Linked DNA regions of Danio rerio: region 2 is linked to region 1. The links are chromatin contacts, called in public Hi-C maps. All regions are on one chromosome and are shown on one strand. Each heading gives the region's core, a stretch centred on a gene start, on an enhancer-like site or on the middle of the called end of the contact. The rest is flanking DNA. Distances are from core to core; before and after follow the strand shown.

Region 1 (4,979 bases), core at 550-3,049:
TAAAAAGGAGGTGTGGCACTAAACCCCACCCCTAAACCCAACCACCATTGGGTAATGAGAAAATCATACTAAATTGTATGAATTAGATCATGCGAATTCATACGAATTACCCACTTAATTAAAAAGTTACAAATTGCCATGAGATTGCGTTGGAAATGTGTACAATATATTGTATTATTCCTTCACTTTCGAACTTTAAAGCATCAGGATTTTATTTTAACATGTTGCTGGCAATGGGGTCAGGCCAGACGGAAATTTTTTTGCTATTTCTATACAGAATTGTGTTAAAAATCTGCGGATTTGAGCGGAATTATTTTGGGAGTATCATAACTAAAACCTTAATATATGAAATAAAAAGCAATACCTTTTACACTTTTATAATGTTTACGATGTAAATCTAGTTAGATACAATTTATTTGGTAAACAAAGCAAGTCTCTCATATAATACATCTACTAAAAGACAGAAAATATGACTTTACAAACTATATTGTAAATAAATCATACGTATATTTTCATATTAGTCAATAATACTACTGCAATTAATTTAAAAACTGAATAAATATAAATTTACACATTTTTACAAAAGTAAATAAACAGAATCAATGATGTTCAAAAAATCTGCAGAATTCTGCTCGTGCAGATTCCGTGTGGGCCTAGCAATGGGGTAGTATGTAAACAATATTATGAATATCAAATAATGAGAAGTCATATAAATCTCTGTCATTTGACAGTTGCGATAAATTACATTTTATACTTCTGTTTTTATGCATATGTTAGCACAAGTTAATTTCCAGTTTGTTTACATGGAGAGGGCAGGGTTTATGACACAAAAACTGCAGCCAGCCACTAGGGGGCAATTGAAATGTTTGGCTTTGAAGCTGGATTAGTAGAAAGTAGATAGTAAAATTATATTCTTATATCCCATATCTATAAATGTATTTGTTTTATTTAAGATACTTTTTCATTGATAAATTTCTTCAGACGTGTAATGCACTCCAAAATCTGACAGATTGATTTCCTGTAGCCTATTAAACATTATTAATCTGAAACGTTATTAAACAGTGTCATGACTTTATTTCATAAATAGCCTTGCATTTACTAACACAGTATATTTGAAGTATTTGGAAGTAATTTTCAATGTACTCCTGTAGAAAAACGTCATAAGAACAATGTTTAGTGGCTCAAAGTATTACAACACTAACACGAAACATTTTATTGATATCGTATAAAACCAAGCACGTGTGGTCAGAACACAAACGAGTCGCAGTTAATGAAGTATTAAGCGTTTCTCTCTCTCTCTCTCTCTCTCTCTCTCTCTCTCTCTATATATATATATATATATATATATATATATATATATATATATATATATATTATTTTTTTTTATATATTTATATATATATATATATATATATATATTTTTTTTTTTTTTTTTTTTTTTTTTTTTTTTTAAGCATATACATACATACTTTGGGTTTAAGCCATATTGAATAATCTATTTTATTTCAATAATACTTGCCCTCTTGAATTCACCACCACCAACACACAAAAATAACACTACATGGCCAATCCTTCATTTTATTCACTTCCTCCACCTGCTTGAACCTCCCCTGCAGCAGTTTCCCATCTATCCTCTCTCAATACGTCTATAACCTTCCTCAACCCCCTCGCCATTAAAAGTGCGAGGTGCACGCCCAGCAAAAACAATGGCCAGCCTGTCTACCTTACCCATGTTCTCAAAGCCTCCTGCCCTAAGGTATGAAATCCTATCACTCAGCACAAATGGCTGGATTAGGCCAAATTCATCTGCAGGGAAGGAGGGCCGGGAGATTTCAGCACAGATAACAGGGAGGAACAGGGGTAAGATGATCCACCGCTGCCCATTTTTTAAGTAGTTTCTGGAGGCCTACACATAAGCCACTGTTTCTTTAAAAAAAGGGGGGAAAAACTGCAGGGACGTTGTAAGTCTCGGTTATGAATAATGGAGGAGGGTTTGCACAGCAATGGAATTTTCATATCTGTGGAGTGGCCGTGTTTTTAGTGGTATGATAAACGAGTGCATCTACCGCTCTATCCATGTACCATTAGTGCCATTGGTTCAATCTCTTTAAGTGCTCTGAGCTCTTTGAACGTGACGTTATTGGTGTGTTCATGGGAGTCTGATTGTCCTCAGCAATGTCCTTTACTTCTAGAGCACTGCTGGGTGGCTGTTTACTGCTCCAATACACTTTTAGCAAAAAAAAATTGTAAGTTCAACCACATTTTTCCTTAAAAATCTGCATGATTTGAGGTATAATTAATGTTCGTGCAGTCTTAAAAATAAAGGTTCATACAGAGTTTTTTACAGCACTGCCATTGTAGGTTGCCCCAAGAATATTTTGGACTTAAAAGAGAATTTCAATCTTACTGTAATAAACTTTTTTATAAATCAACAAACTCCACTTATATAATAATGAACATTGTGCATTGGAAGCTACCATGGATGTTAAGTATATGAATTAAAGGATTTTTAAATTCACAAAACTGAGGCAAAGAACACTCGACGTGAAGTGCTATTAAAATCTTTAAAACACAGCAAGCCATTGATTATCTTGCTTATTCTGCCAAGTGTCAGACAAGTTCAAACTAGTTTTCCTCTTTACAGCTGAAAATGTGACCAAATTCTTGTCAGTTTCAACATATTAAATCTCTTAGTTCCAGCTTTGAATTAGTCATTGAGCGAGCACGGAAGAGAGAGAGAGTTGTTTGTGCATGTAAATGACATGGGCATATCTAATAGCTCATAAATGTGCTGGCTACCTCTTTGCAAATACTTTTGAGCATATTTGCAAGCTGGTTAATCTCCATGTTTCTTTGTAAAGCACACATTGGTGTCCTTGAGATTACAGATGAAGAAAGGCTCAGGCAACTCATTGAGTTACTATGGTTATGTAACAATCACCAGCAATCCAGGGACTAGTAGGCATGACACACACATCATATGAACTACACACACACTATTAAACTACAAGTCTTGCCATGCACCTCACACACAGCTGTTCCTGATCGCCAATGATTACATACACACAGCTCGAGGATTGTCAAGGACTGATTACGAGGACAATGTATTTCAGTTTGTGTTCCCCTCTTGTTGTCTGTTATATTTTTGTTGCTCTCAAGATGCCCGTGTATTTCCTGATTTGTCTTGCCTTGTTTTAGTTCTGTTTTGTTTAGTTATAGTTTTTCATGAAATATTTTTAATGCTGCATTTGGATCCGCACTTAGTTTTTCCCTTTGCATCACACACCTGACCATGACAGGTTACTACTAATGTTTGATGGAAGCTCATTTGTTTTAAACTGTGATCAAAACTGACTTTAACTACCTGTGCATTCAGTGATTTTATTGCACAACTCCCAGTAAACAGAATTAAGAATTTAAATAAACCATGGGATTAAGGTTCTTAATAGAACCATTTATGGTGATAAAGAACCTTTATGTATTAGGAGTGTAACACGAACACACTAAAGTTTAATGTAAGCTTGCATCTGCATCGCAAAACATATCTAACTGCTATTCAAAACTAGTCCAGTGTTTCTGTATTCTTTGATTCATAAAGAGTTCAAAAGAACATATTTTATTTAAAATTGAAACATGCAGCTTATACTGTAAATGTCTGTCACTATTAGTCTTGCTGGTCATTAGAAGTAAAAATTGTCTTGGTTTAGAAAAAGACCTATTTTATCTTCTCAGAGAAAAATTAAAATAGTTAAAAGTTTAAATATTCACAATATAAACTAACATTGCGACATTTTTAATAGCTCGATAAAGGGGAAGACTGAAGCATTGCCAACTGGCTATTTTTATGGTTCTTTTGGGTAGTTTTAGGCGACGTGGGGTCAGAGTGTGTAGTGCTCTCGCCTCACAGCAAGGTTGCTGGTTCAAAGACATGTGGTACAGGTAAATTGGGTAAGCTAAATTGTTCGTTGTGTATGTGTGTGATTAAGAATGTATGGGTGTTTCTCAGTGATAAGTTGTAGCAGGAAGGGCATCCGCTGCGTAAAACATATCCTGGATTAGTTGGTGTTTCATTCCGCTGTGGCAACCCCTGATTATTAAAGCAACTAAGCCGAAAAGAAAATGAAGTAATTAATAAATAGGTAATTTTAGATTTAAGCTTGAAAGCCCCGGAGAAGTTCCTGTAAAAATAGATATGACCAAAAAGTAAGACAGAATTCTTTTAATTGTTTTGATACTTTAACTTATTTTTAAAAGTAAAACAGGGTTTAACACTTTTTTAGTTACAAAGTTTAACTTAATACTGTAGTCACTTTGATTGAGATTTGAAATTGAGATAGCTAGAAACATTTTCTCAACTGTGGAAAAAAATATTTCTCCCTTAAATTTTTTGTGTATATTATTTAGAATGTTTCCTTGTGCAATCCATATAAGAAATAAGGTCATATATGTTGGAACAACATGGAGGCGAACAAAAACGTTTTTATCTTTTGCTGATCTAATCCTCTAAAACTGAGAGAAGCAGAGACAGAGTGAAAGAGCAAAAGAGGGGGAAAAACTGAACAGGGAACTGGGTTAGTCTGAAAACATATTCTCTTTGAACGTAAAGGTCCCAAAGGCAGCGTGTGAAAGAAGAGGCAGAGGAAGAGACACAGAGAGGGGAATCCTGACCTGCTTCTATGAATCTCACACTTTCACATCAGTTTCCCCTGAAAACTGTCACATAATATAACTGACTGCAGAACAATTGGATTCTCAGAAGGAAACGTTCATGTAACATTCTGCACACTGAACGGCGAGAACCAGCTATTAATAAGTCTTCCTTAGGCTACTTGTCAAGCTCTAGAAAACACATTCACTGCTCCTGGAGGGTCTAATCCCCATTTAACCTTGAGTGTGCACTGCATGTTTGGTTTTTCATGACCCCTTCTTTCACATGCTTACGTCCAACAAATGTGCACTGACAGTCTCCTTACATAAAG
Region 2 (4,772 bases), core at 9-2,508, 46 kb after region 1:
CCCCCCCCCCCATTTCTGTTTAATAGAGAGATTTTTTTCAACACATTTCTAAACACAATAGTTTTAATAACTCATCTCTAACAATTGATTTATTTTATCTTTGCCATGATGACAGTAAATAATATTTTACTAGATATTTTTCAAGACACTTCTATACAGCTTACAGTAACATTTAAAGGCTTAACTAGGTTAACTAGGCAGGTTAGGGTAATTAGGCAAGTTATTGAATAACGATGGTTTGTTCTGTTGACTATCGAAAAAAATCTAGCTTAAAGGAGCTAACAATATTGAGCTTAAAATGGTTTCTAAAAAATTTAAAACTGCTTTTATTCTAGCTGAAATAAAACAAATAAGATTTCCTTTAAAATATTATCAGACATGCTGTGAAAATTTCCTTGGTCTGTTAAACATCCTTTGATAAATATTTTAAAAAGAAAGAAAAATGCAAAGAGGGGCTAATAATTCTGACTTCAGTTGTATATATTAACATGTCATGAGTTTATGATTGTTAAATAAAGCACAAATAAATGTGGTATTAATACATTAATTAACAAACAAGCATGTACTAACAAGTAATTTAGGTAGCTGTTATTCACACATGAACTTATGTTGTAGTTAAAGTTAGTTCACGGTTAGCACATGCATTAATTCATCATTAGTTCATAATAAAGTAATGTTTAGTTGACATATTAACACATCATTATTCATGTACTGTTATTGTAAAGTGTTACCAGTGTAAACACACAGTGACCATTACAACTAAGGTAATATAAATTCAACAGATAACCATGCGGCATCTAGATTAGACCAGCATGTTAACTCATCTACGCCTGCGTTGCATTTCCCAAAAACATTGCCACTAATGATATGATCAGTTTAGATGATTGCAATGTTCTCTCCGATCTACATATGCTTACGAAGGGAAATGCAGCACTGGTCCTTTCAGCGAGGCCATTTGAGCCTGTGAACGTCAATGCACTGATTAACAGGTTGATTATATGGACCCCCCAGTCCTGGCAAACCAACTGACGGCTGGGTGGGCAGTTTCGACGACATTACAGAGCTTAAACAGAAGTGTGACTGCGGTGCGTGCGTATGTCTCTGTGTGTGTGTGTGTGTGTGTCTCATCAAAAGAGGGGATAGGGTTTCCTCATTAGTTGTGTTGAGATCAATAATTCAGAGCAGGGCCTTGTTGAGCTCAATGGTCCAAGCGCTAATGTGCTGTCTACCCGCTAGGGACTGGGACCCAGCAGGACTTTAATGGATGTCATGATGAGAGGGTGAAATCCAAGTATGGGGATCCTCTTGCACCCCTTGGCTCCGTGTGAATGTGTGTGTGTGAAGTCTCGGATGCGTACGGTCACAGCGTGAGGAGAATGACTATTAAAAACAGGTGTGAAAAGATAAGAGTGTTGTGAAGAAGAGTTGACAAGCCACCCTACAGTAACTCCCACATCTCAACAATTGTTACTCAATTAACTCAATTAGCTCTGCATGTGTTTGACAGCTCTGACACCACTGAAGCACACTGAGAGGCATTAAAGACAAATCGCATAAAAAAAGAGAAAGTAGGAAACAGATTAATCGACACTTGATGAGAATATCAAGTTATTTATTTTACTAAAAATATTTTTACTAAAAAGCCAAAGTAAAATAGACATCCTGCGCTCTACCTGAACCGTCGTCTTCAAGAGATCAAAAGAATTCTTCAAGAGAATATTTGTTTACAACATCCAGCTAGATGAAAGTGTGCACTGTGTAAATGACTCTTTTCTACTGTACACTCTCAGAAAAATGGTACAATGTTGTACCAAAGACTGCACAAACCCTTGTCACTAGGGCAGTACCTTTTTATGGAACAGAATTTGACAAAGAAACAAATTTGTACCATTGCAGTTTGTACCTTTAAGGACATGATTTGTACCATGGGAAACCGAAATTTACCTTCGATTTTTAAAACCTGCAGATACAGTATTGTACCTACATCAAAGGTACAAATCTGATCCATGAAGGTACCACTACAGTGAAACGACACTCTGTACCTTAAAGGGTCACGAAACACCAAAACACATTTTTTGAGCTGTTGACAGTCGTATATGTGTCCCACACTGCTAAAAACACTATTAAGACACCTATATTTCACTAAAAAGTGTAAATTGGTTGTTTTTGCGTTATTTCAAGCAAATTTGTACTTCCGGTTTGAAATGTTAAATGTGTTCCTTCAAGAACTATTTAAAGGCATTTTGCTATATTCAAAATGCGTCAATTTATTTTCAGTAAAAAAAAATCTATAAGTGTAATGCATCTTTTCCATTTAAAATAAAGAATCATAAATACTTTAACATAAATCAAAAGATCTTTTATTTGCTAAACATTTCACAACAATTTTCACAAAAATGTTACAGAAATACATTCTGCCATGTACAATATAAAACTTTTTTCTCTAATATTCACACAATAGCTTTGTGATCGCTTAAAAGTTCTTTTAATTGACTTAATTTTAAAATAAAAATAGAGTTATGCAAAAGTATTGTAGGGAGATAGCGACATTGTTTGATTAATTTTTACGATACTAAAATGTCTGCATAAACACTTTGCATATGTAGGACTTTTCCAGCTCACGTGCGCAGTGGAAAGCAAACGCCAAAAGGTGCGGATATCAATAATGAAAATGTATTTATCAGAAAATGCTTACCAAATGTTTATTAAAAGTGCCTCAAAAGTTTAGGTTACAATACTTATAGTTTTGTTTTTAGCAGTTGTTTTGTATTATAAAACTTAATAATTAATGTTTATGAGTTTATTTTAAGAGAACCAAACTACAAGTGTAAACACACAGTGACCATTACATGACAACTAAGGTAATATAAATACAACAGATGACCATGCAGCATCTACCCTGGGTTGCATTTCCCAAAAACATTGCAATCATCTAATCTCATCATAGATTGCTTTTTTTTTTATCATTATTAGTCTCTATATTTTTATGGTCCCTATTGCACATTTTGTTGGCTAAAAGTTGCACTGCAACTACATGCCAATGATTTTCTCATTTGAGTACTAGTAGACTGTCTGCTTAATGTCTGCTGATACTCCTTCAATAGACATTAAACTGACTGTAAGAAACCTTGCAAGTACATGTCAACTTGCACTAACCCCAACCCTAATCGTCTACGTATAATCTATTGAGAATTATTTGGCATTTAGATGCAATGTAAATTAAATTCAACAAAATGCGTTTAAGAGACCATCAAAATAAAGTGATACCAAATGTTTTGGACTGTTGTCCAGTGTCATGCTTAATTAACCAACCTTAATGTTTAGTCATCCTAATTATCGTATTAAAGTCTTTAAATTGCACTTTGAGCTGAATACTAGTATCTTGCAATATAGCTACTTAAATATTATATTCTGTCATCATGGCAAAGACTAAAGAAATTAATTATAAGAAATGTTTTAAAACTATTATGTTTAAAAATGTGTTGAATTTTTTTTTTTTATTCTATGTAACAGTGCTTGGGAAATAATATTTGAAAAAGAATTTCAATTTCACAGGGGCCCAATAATTTTGCCTTTAATTGTACATTAACATTGTGACTTAGATGGAAAGAAAAGAAAGAAAGAAAACCTGCAGTCTTACAGTCAAAAAGACTTTCCAATATATGCATCAGGCAGTCAGTCTACAGTCTGTGGGTGGTCTGTAAACATTTAATCTGAGACTAGTAACATTATCTTCATGACAACCACCAGAAGCTGGTTATCCTATTTCTATGAGATGACAGCACATGGACATCCCGAGTCCAAAAAGTTGAAGCAAACACGAATAACATCATTCAAACAAACAAATTTAAGTAATATTTAACATATTTATTTCTGAATCAACAGCTTTATTAATAATCTGACCAAAATAACAAAGTGCAGGAAGTGATGCTACCAAGTTCAGCAAACAAGAGCTTAATATAAAGTAACTCACAGTACATTTTAGATCACATATACTGTATTTTACACATACTCTTACAGTATTATCTTTTGCACCACAAATTAAAGTTACAAATGAATTATTTCAAAATTACAAAATAAATTAGTTACAAAATAAATTGTTCATTTTGAACCAGCAACCTGCTTGCTGTGAGGCAACAGTACTAACCACTGAGCCACCGTGCCACCCTAAGTAGAACATTACTAAATTAATGTTTAAATTCAAACCATATAAATTGTTTGCAACCGCTTACTTAATACCTATTTAATATATTTTAATTATATTTAATGTATTTTTAAGTTAATTCACTGAATATGTTTTTCAGTGTATAAAGATCACCACATGCAATCTTAGAAACTGCAAGAAGAGTCACTGAAAAAACGATCCACAGTAGTTATATTGTGATGAACTATAATAATTCATAATATTTGCATTCCCAAAAGTCAAAATGCACATTAACCTTATCTAATTTATTGTAACATAACTATTTTAATGGTAAATAAAGCAGTAAAACAGATTTGCTGCAAGAAAAACTAATCACAGGCCCATGTGAGGCCATCTTACAGTAGGCCAAGAGCCGGAGTGTAAGTCAAGAGGTTCTGTGAAGCCTATAATCTGTCTATATCCCTGCAACCATATGAAGGAAAAAAAGAGAGCCTAGAACACCTTCCCTTGCCACATCCAACCATAAAATCCCTGCCAGAATATACCTGCACTGCGACACACTCAGAGGACAGGGATTTGACTCCTGTTCTACAGTCCATTTCATTATGGTAAAATCTCCTGACTTTGG

Evidence for each region. Hi-C and Micro-C count contacts between places; a contact is called where the count stands out from the background.
Region 2: a contact with region 1 is called in a Hi-C map of embryo, with 2.4 times the contacts expected there. The contact joins two enhancer-like sites. A contact is called at or near these places in 6 of 18 Hi-C or Micro-C datasets (caudal fin, embryo, fibroblasts and 2 more).

The regions. Positions count from the first base shown.
Region 1 is chr23:31,184,747-31,189,725 of GRCz12tu, forward strand. The region is part of intron 1 of znf385a (zinc finger protein 385A); the gene reads right to left. Among named protein-coding and RNA genes, the nearest start is that of znf385a, 61 kb to the right of the region's middle. Within about 2 kb of position 1,800, at least 3 of the 62 cell types and tissues checked have an H3K27ac peak or open chromatin away from gene starts, as enhancers often do.
Region 2 is chr23:31,231,498-31,236,269 of GRCz12tu, forward strand. All of the region lies in intron 1 of znf385a (zinc finger protein 385A), which reads right to left. Among named protein-coding and RNA genes, the nearest start is that of znf385a, 15 kb to the right of the region's middle. Within about 2 kb of position 1,259, at least 4 of the 62 cell types and tissues checked have an H3K27ac peak or open chromatin away from gene starts, as enhancers often do.